2 separate regions of the Mus musculus genome follow, and region 1 is linked to region 2. The links are chromatin contacts, called in public Hi-C maps. All regions are on one chromosome and are shown on one strand. Each heading gives the region's core, a stretch centred on a gene start, on an enhancer-like site or on the middle of the called end of the contact. The rest is flanking DNA. Distances are from core to core; before and after follow the strand shown. Region 1 has its middle 4.4 kb from the start of 4933407I05Rik. Region 2 overlaps Arhgap20 (Rho GTPase activating protein 20).

Region 1 (4,394 bases), core at 69-2,568, 110 kb after region 2:
AGCATCTGCCTGAGTGAGCCAGTAAGCAGCCTTCCTCCATGGCTGCTTCTTCAAGTTCCTGCAGTCAAGCCTTCCCTCCTCTGAGTTGCTTTTGGTTATGATATTTTGTCACAGCCACAGAAATGAAACTAGGACACGGATCAATTTTTGTTATTGTTTTTCCAACTTGGGGCGGATCCTTTTGTATAAAGATAATGCTTGGGAGTGGCCAGCAATTTCAAATTGCTATGAAAAATGATTATTTGCTATAGGAACTTGCAGACGAAACCATCGAGCATGGCTGCTTACTGGCTCACTCAGGCAGATGCTTGCCTCGCTCCCTCAAACAGCCCAGAAACACCTGCCTAGGGAATGGCACCACCCACAGTGGGTTGGACCTTCTTCTGTCAATTAGACATTCTATAAAAATGCTTATTCTAAATGTGTATACTTACTACCATAGACCACTAACTGAGGACCATGTACCAGCATCACTACAGATCTCACCCAGAAAAGCGTAACCCCTGGCACAGAATGAGAGTGTTTTCTGCTGTGGTGATTATGAGCCCCTTGTGTGTTTGTAAAAATAAAGTACTGGCCAGTGACTTAGCCCATTAATCACACGTACTAGTAGAAAGAGAAATAATCTCCAAAGCAAGATTATTGTTTGTTTAGTTATTTACTTTTGACTAGCAGGGCTCTGACTAAACATTATTGCTTAAATTTCTTGGCATTTGTATTCAGCATTAGGTAATCTCTGGATTTTGTTTTCTTTTGCAGCCTCTGAAGATGCCTTTCATCTCCTAAGGACTGTGGGTGACAAGGCTGATACAGCTATCGGTGGGTTTCTGTGGGCTGTTCTGTAGGTCAGTTCTCTCTTAGCAATTAGAACCTTTCTAAGCATAACACAAAAGAGCTACAGTGGCCTCTGCCTATGGGCTTCTGGGCTGTTTACTTCTTCACAGCAGGCTGAGACCTGTTAGCTCAAAAGTGCTCTGGCACTAAACACAGATTTTTACACATCCAGTTGTTTTTAGTCATAGTCTAAATAAGCAGACATCTAGCCATTTGGAGCCTGTCTACTATGCAGAACCCAGGAGGCTTCATCCAACATCTACAAACCATAGATAAGAAAGACCTGATAACCACAAACCCCAGAAGCCTCTGTCACTCGGCTGAGCTCTCTGACCCAGACTCTTGACATTTCAGCTGGGTCTCTGACCCCCTCCCTTGGGAGTTCCCTTTTCTGCGCAGTGGCCCCTGCAGTAACTGTAGACTCTCACAGATACTTTCCTGTGGTAAGGTATGTGCCACAAATGAGACCTGTCAGAGTAGCACTAGAGTCTGTGTGTGCTACTGCCACCTGGTGGTCATATCTTCCATCACTCAGTCTCCAGAACCCAAGACTTAAACTGTAGCAATGAACCAAATTCGAGGTCTGTTTTCAGTGGTTTGAGCTTCAGTTAAAGGTACCTAAGGCCCAGCAGGCTCCCTACACAGCAATGACAGAAGGAAAACTCTGTTAGGTGTGCCTTCCCACTCCACAAGGCTAGAATTTAAAATCAGAAATCTGCTTACAAGGGCTTTCTTTATTTGGCTTGCTGGCGTGTAGCAGCGGGCAGACTACCCACTAATAGTGACCATTGATTCTGTCAATGGGAAAATGAGTTCTCCACCTCCACAGGCTGTCATGAGGATTGAACAAATTAATGCATATGGTGACATAGTTTCAGACAATACACGGTCACCACAGAGCATCATTATTGCTATCTACATTTCTCCCTCTGAAGGTGCTACCATGGCCTCCATGTCAGACCCTATTAGAAAAGAGACTTAGATTGCCTAAAAAGCTTTAATGGAAATGTAACATTTTTTAATAAAACATTTTATTTTATTTTTATTACTTTTTTATTAGATATTTTCTTTATTTACATTTCAAATGCTATCCCCTTTCCTCATTTCCCATCAAAAATCCCCCTTCCCCCTGCTCACCAATTCACCCACTCCTGCTTCCTGGTCCTGGCATTCCCCTACATTGGGGCATCAAGCCTTCACAGGACCAAGGGCCTCTCCTCCCATTGATGACCTACAAAGCCATCCTCTGCTGCATAGGCATCTGGAGCCATGAGTCCCACCATGTGCTCTTTGGTTGGTGGTTTAGTCCCTGGGAGCTCTGGGGGTACTGGTTGGTTCATATTGTTGTTCCTCCTATGGGGCTGCAAGCTCCTTCAGCTCCTTGGACCCTTTCTCTAGCTCTTCCATTGGAGACCCTGTGCTCAGTCCAATGCTTAGCTGAGAACATCCACTTCTGTATTTGTCAGGCACTGGCAGAGCCTCTCAGGAGACAGCTATATCAAGCTCCTGTCAGCAAGCACTTGTGTCTGGGTTTGGTGACTGTATATGGGGTGGATCCCCAGGTGGAGAAATCTCGGGATGGTCATTCCTTCAGTCTCTGCTCCACACTTTGTCTCTGTTTCTCCTCCCATGGGTATTTTGTTCCCCCTTCTAAGAAGGACTGAAGTATCCACACTTTGGTCTTCCTTCTTCTTAAATTTCATGTGTTTTGCAAATTGTATCTTGGGTAATCTGAGCTTCTGGGCTAATATCCACTTATCAGTGAGTGCATATCATGTGGGTTTTTTGGGATTGGGTTACCCCAGTCAGGATGATATTTTCTAGTTGACTCATTTGCCTAAGAATTTCATAAATTCATTGTTTTGAATAGCTAAGTACTACTCCATTGTACCACTTTTCCTGTATCTATTCCTTTGTTGAGGAACATCTGGGTTCTTTCAAGCTTCTGGCTATTATAAATAAGGCTGCTATGAACATAGTGGAGCATGTGTCCTTATTACATGTTGGAGCATCTTCTGGGTATATGCCTAGGACTGGTATTGTTGGGTCCTCAGGTAGTACTATGTCCAATTTTCTGAGGAACTGCCAAACTGATTTCCAGAGTGGTTGTACCAGCTTGCAATCCCACCAGCAATGGAGGAGTGTTCCTCTTTCTCCACATCCTCTCCAGCATCTGCTGTCACCTGAGTTTTTGATCTTAGCCATTCTGACTGGTGTGGGGTGGAATCTCAGGGTTGTTTTGATTTGCATTCCCCTGATGACTAAAGATGTTGAACATTTCTTTAGGTTCTTCTCAGCCATTCGGTATTCCTCAGTTGAGAATTCTTTGTTTAGCTCTGTACCCCATTTTTAATAGGATTATTTGTTTCTCTGGAGTCTAAGTTCTTGAGTTCTTTGTATGTATTGCATATTAGCCCTCTATCGGATGTAGGGTTAGTAAAGTTCTTTTTTACAATCTGTTGGTTGCTGTTTTATCCTATTGACAGTGTCCTTTGCCTTACAGAAGCTTTGCAATTATATGAGGTCCCATTTTGGAAATGTAACTTCTAGTTCTATGAAATTAAGAATGCTAAGAGAGCATTCTAAACGATTACACACTAACAAATATAGCAGCCCAGATAAAATGGAAAACTTCCTGGAAACACAATACCTACTGAAATCTGTGAGGAAATGGAAAGTCCAAATGGACCACAGCTGGTAAGAAGACTGAGTAACTCATCGGAAGTTCTCCTGGATAATAGGCGTTAGTGCCAATCTATAAGACTCTTGACTAAGACCAATCCTTTACAAATCTCCCTGCTTTTCCCCCAAAAATGAAAAAGATATTTTTAACTCATTCCACAAGGCCACTTAAGTCAGAAAAAAAAGTACAAAGCAACATCCTTATGAATATTGTTCTGATAATCCAAACAATTAAAAGAGAAAATGAAATTTGTCTGTACATTAAAAATGAGTATTCATCACCAACAAGTAGGAGTTATTCTAAAAATACAAAGATAGTCCATTGCACAAAAGCCAATCAATGCAATCAATAAACCGCATCAACAAATAAAGGGACAAAAATTAACCTCTACTGATGCAGTTCGGCATCTGACACAGTTCAGCATCCTTCCATGACTATAAGGAAGTCAGAAGGAACTGAAAGGAACCTCCCTAGGCTAGCAAAGGTTTGGTATTAAATAACACAATTAACGGGATATTGGTGATAGAGGCCCAGCAACTTGTTCCTCTCGGGTCAGGCAGGAGACAAGGTGCCTATTTCATCACTTGTAGTAAACATTATATTGAAAGTTTTAGGTAGAAGAATTAGGAAACAGATAGGGATGTAGCTCCGTGGTAGCGCTCTTGCCTGGCGTGTGCAAGCCTCTGCGGTTAAACCTCAGCACCGCAAGAACAAGAGGGAAAGAGTGAGGGTTGGAAAGAAAGGGGAGTAGGGAAGAAGAGAGACACAGAGAGAGACAGAGACAGAGACAGAGAGAGTTCAATTGTGTGCCTAAGACAATATGATCTTATACATAAAAATTAATGTAGCATTAAAACTGGCACTCATGAATGACAAT
Region 2 (3,873 bases), core at 1,340-3,839:
TTCTTACATCTCTCTTATTTGATATATACATTTTTTTTGCTAGATATTTTCTTTATTTACATTTCCCCTTTCTGGTTTCCCCTCCAAAAACCCCATCCCCATCCCCATCCCATCCCCCATCCTCCCTGCTCACCAACCCTCCCACTCCCACTCCCACTTCCTGGACCTGGCAGTCACCTGCACTGGGGCATAGAGCCTTCACAGGACCAAGGGCCTCTCCTCCCATTGATGACCAACTAGGCCATCCTCTGCTACATATGCAGCTGGAGCCATGAGTCCCACCATGTCTTTGGTTAGTGATTTAGTCCCTGGGAACTATGAGGGTTCTGGTTAGTTCATATTGCTGTTCCTCCTATGGGGCTGCAAACCCCCTCAGCTCCTTGGGTACTTTCTCTAGCTCCTTCATTGGGGACCCTGTTCTCCATCTAATGGATAACTCTGAGCATCCACTTCTGTGTTAGTCAGGCACTAGTAGAGCCTCTCAGAAGACAGCTATATCAGGCTTCTGTCAGCAAGCTGTTGTTGGCATATGCAATAGTGTCTGGGTTTGGTGGTAGTTTATGGGATGGATCCCCAAGTGGGGCAGTTTTCGATTAGTCTTTCCTTCAGTCTCTGCTCCAAAATTTGTCTCTGTAACTCCTTCCATGGATATTTTGTTCCCCTTCTAGGAAGGATAGAAGTATCCACACTTTGGTCTTCCTTCTTTTTGAGTTTCATGTGCTTTGCAAATTGTATCTTGGGTATTCTGAGCTTCTGGGGTAATATCCAATTATCAGTGAGTGTATATCATGTGTGTTCTTTTGTGATTGGGTTGCCTCACTCAGGATGATACCCTCAAGATCCATCCATTTGCCTAAGAATTTCATGAATTCATTATTTTTAATAGCTGAATAGTACTCCATTGTGTAAATGTACCACATTTTCTGTATCCATTCCTCTGTTGAGGGACATCTGGGTTCTTTCCAGCTTCTGGCTATTATAAATAAGGCTGCTATGAACATAGTGGAGCATGTGTCCTTCTTACATGTTGGAGCATCTTCTGGATATATGCCTAGGAGTGGTATTGCTGAGTCCTCAGGTAGTACTATGTCCAATTTTCCGAGTAACTGTCAAACTAATTTCCAGAGTGGTTGTACCACCAACAATGGAGGAGTGTTCCTTTTTCTCCACATCCACGCCAGCATCTGCTGTCACCTGAGTTTTAGCCATTCTGACTGGTGTGAGGTGGAATCTCAGGATTGTTTTGATTTGCATTTCCCTGATGACTAAGGATGATGAACATTTCTTTAGGTGCTTCTCAGCCCTTTGGTATTCCTCAGGTGAGAATTCTTTGTTTAGCTCTGTACCCCATTTTTAATAGGGTTATTTGGTTCTCTGGAGTCTAACTTCTTGAGTTCTTGGTATATACAAACATTTTTTAACATTTTAAGTTTTATGAAAAATGTTTCATCTGCATGTATAAAATTGTTTCTATTTAACTCATGCCCTTTAATACATTTGGGCACCTCTTAAAATATCGGAGTGTATGCTGTACCACTGAGAAATACATAGGAGCCTTTCAGTGATGAGGCTGGACATTGGTTGCTGATAAGAGTCTTCCAGCTGAACATTGGTTTCTGTAGGATCTCTAGTCTGTTTTTGTCAGCCGGTTCCTGCAGTGCCCCTCCCCTGGTGACTTCTGCCTCTTGGCAGTCACTGGCTCATCTGACTTTGTCATTGCCATTGCATAGGACTGCCCTGTAGCACCAGCGGCTTTAGCAGAATGCAGTGGCTGGCATCACTGCAGTGAGGCTGTAAAGGTGGACACCCACTCCCGCTTGCTCTCATATTTTTCTCTGGCCACTTGATTTGGGAGCAGCTTAGAGAAAGCCACTCAGTCTTAGCCCTGTGATGGTGCGCCCCCCCCCCCCAACTGAGGAAAGAAGCCATCTCCTCTTTCTGAGGGTGTAGGAAAATGCTACTATTTATCAGTGATGTTATTTAAGCGTTGTGTTCTCTTGTCTGGAAATGTCTTAAATTAGTATGTTAATTTCTTGAATAGTTAATATGCAGAATTATTTAAGCATTTGGTTGTTTCTCTGAGTCGGTTTTTGCCTTTGGAGGATTGTGTCCATTTCATCCTTGCCCTCAATTTAATCATAATATTTTATTTTTGAAGCAAAATATGCCTTGATGTTTTTAAAGTGTGCCAGAACTGTCACTATGCCCTTTTCGTTCCCAATATTGATAATTTCCCGACGTCTTTGTTTAGCCAAAGGCATTGTTTTGTTTGTGTTTTCTAAGAAGTGAGCTTTAGCCTTGTTGCTCTCTCCTCTTCTCTGCTGTGTTCTTCTTTGGGCTTTATTGGGGGTTTGTTGTTGTTATTTTGCTAAGATTTGTTGAATAGCTGTATGTAATAAAGCACACATACCTGCAACATGATGAATTTTAATTTGCTGTACAAGCATGAAGCCAACCCCACAGTCAAATAATAAAGAGACGCGTGACCTCCAAAGGTTGGCTGCGTGCCTTTGAACCTATCCTCTCGTGGTTCCTCCACCCACATGCAGATAATCAGTGATTGGTGCGATGTCACAGAGTTTTGTTTTTATTTTGAGACATTGATAAAAGTACGGTGCTGCTCTTTACTGCTGAGTCATATGGCAGTCTGGGTTCGCCTTCACTCGCCCCTTTTTAACTGCTGGTAGATAGGAGAGGCATTTCTAGCACACAGCCAATTATTGTTGCCTCATACATCCATCTATCAGCGTTTACAAGTCCTTGTATTCCAGTACTTTCATTTTAAAGTATCAACAAGTGTAATATCTGGATTTTGAGTTAGATGTAAGTTAAACTGTTAATTTATTTTCCAAAGAAGTTGACCTTGGGCCTGCAAAACAGCTTGGTGGGTAAAGGCACTTGCCACCAAGGCTGACAACCTGGGTTTGATACCTGGACCCCACATGGTGAAGGAGAGAACTAACTCCAGAAGATTGCATTCTGACCTCCACTTGCTTCCTTCCCCAGCAAGAATATATTCCAACACACACATACACACACACACACACACACACACACAGAGAGAGAGAGAGAGAGAGAGAGAGAGAGAGAGAGAGAGAGAAACAAAACAAAACAAACACCAGAGTGGCTGTACCACTTTATATTCCCAGGAGCTACATGTGTACCGTACCCTTGTCAGCACCAGGTATGGTCCAGCTTTTTAATGTTGAGTATTCTTTGTATCATGCCATTTTATCTCCTGTTGGTTTAGTTGTGATCTATCTGGTTACTAAAGGTGTTGAGCATCTTCTCGTCAGCTTATTGAATATCTGTATCTTCTCTGGTAGAATGCTAGTTTACATGTCTTGATTCTTGAGTTGTTTGGAGTGTTGAGTCATGAGTGTTAAATGCCATGGTTTGTACTGTCCAGTATGATGGCCACTGAAATACTACAGATCCCGTTCCCCACTAGCTCCAGCCGCAGTTTAAGATCACGTGAAGATGTGAACCATTATTACCCATGATTCAATGCTGGTAGACTGTTTTCAGATCTCCATGGAGTTACCTGTATGCTAAGCTTTGCCCCAGTGCATGCCCTGTGAATTCTCCCCTCTAAACATAGAGCTGGTGATTTCCCCCAACAACACTGTCCTTGAAAGAGACAGATTGTAAATTTTAATGAAGTCCAGCTTAGTGCTTGTTTCTTTTTAAACCTTGTGCTGTATTCTGGTTTTTTATTATTAACATTTTTTATTTGTTTATTTTTATCTATTTATTTTTCTTTTAGGCTAAATGTAAGGTCAAGATAATCCTCTTGTGCCTTATTTTAGCAATGCTTACATTTAGAAATATGGTCTACTTTGGGTCATTTCTATGTATGATCTACAATGAAAG

Evidence for each region. A called contact is a pair of places that touch in the nucleus more often than the background predicts.
Region 1: a Hi-C map of double positive thymocytes shows a contact between it and region 2, with 2.5 times the contacts expected there. The contact joins two enhancer-like sites. A contact is called at or near these places in 1 of 15 datasets of contacts at CTCF or cohesin (stem cell-derived epiblast-like cells), 35 of 484 Hi-C or Micro-C datasets (CD4 T cells, CD8 T cells, the CH12 cell line and 19 more) and 2 of 115 datasets of contacts at active chromatin or transcription factors (astrocytes and thymic regulatory T cells).

The regions. Positions count from the first base shown.
Region 1 is chr9:51,907,828-51,912,221 of GRCm38.p6, forward strand. No RefSeq gene overlaps it. Among named protein-coding and RNA genes, the nearest start is that of 4933407I05Rik, 4.4 kb to the right of the region's middle. Within about 2 kb of position 1,319, at least 34 of the 459 cell types and tissues checked have an H3K27ac peak or open chromatin away from gene starts, as enhancers often do. A contact at or near this core is called in granulosa cells, where this site is marked.
Region 2 is chr9:51,796,747-51,800,619 of GRCm38.p6, forward strand. The region is part of intron 2 of Arhgap20 (Rho GTPase activating protein 20); the gene reads left to right. Among named protein-coding and RNA genes, the nearest start is that of Gm40520, 33 kb to the left of the region's middle. Within about 2 kb of position 2,590, at least 9 of the 459 cell types and tissues checked have an H3K27ac peak or open chromatin away from gene starts, as enhancers often do. A contact at or near this core is called in granulosa cells, where this site is marked.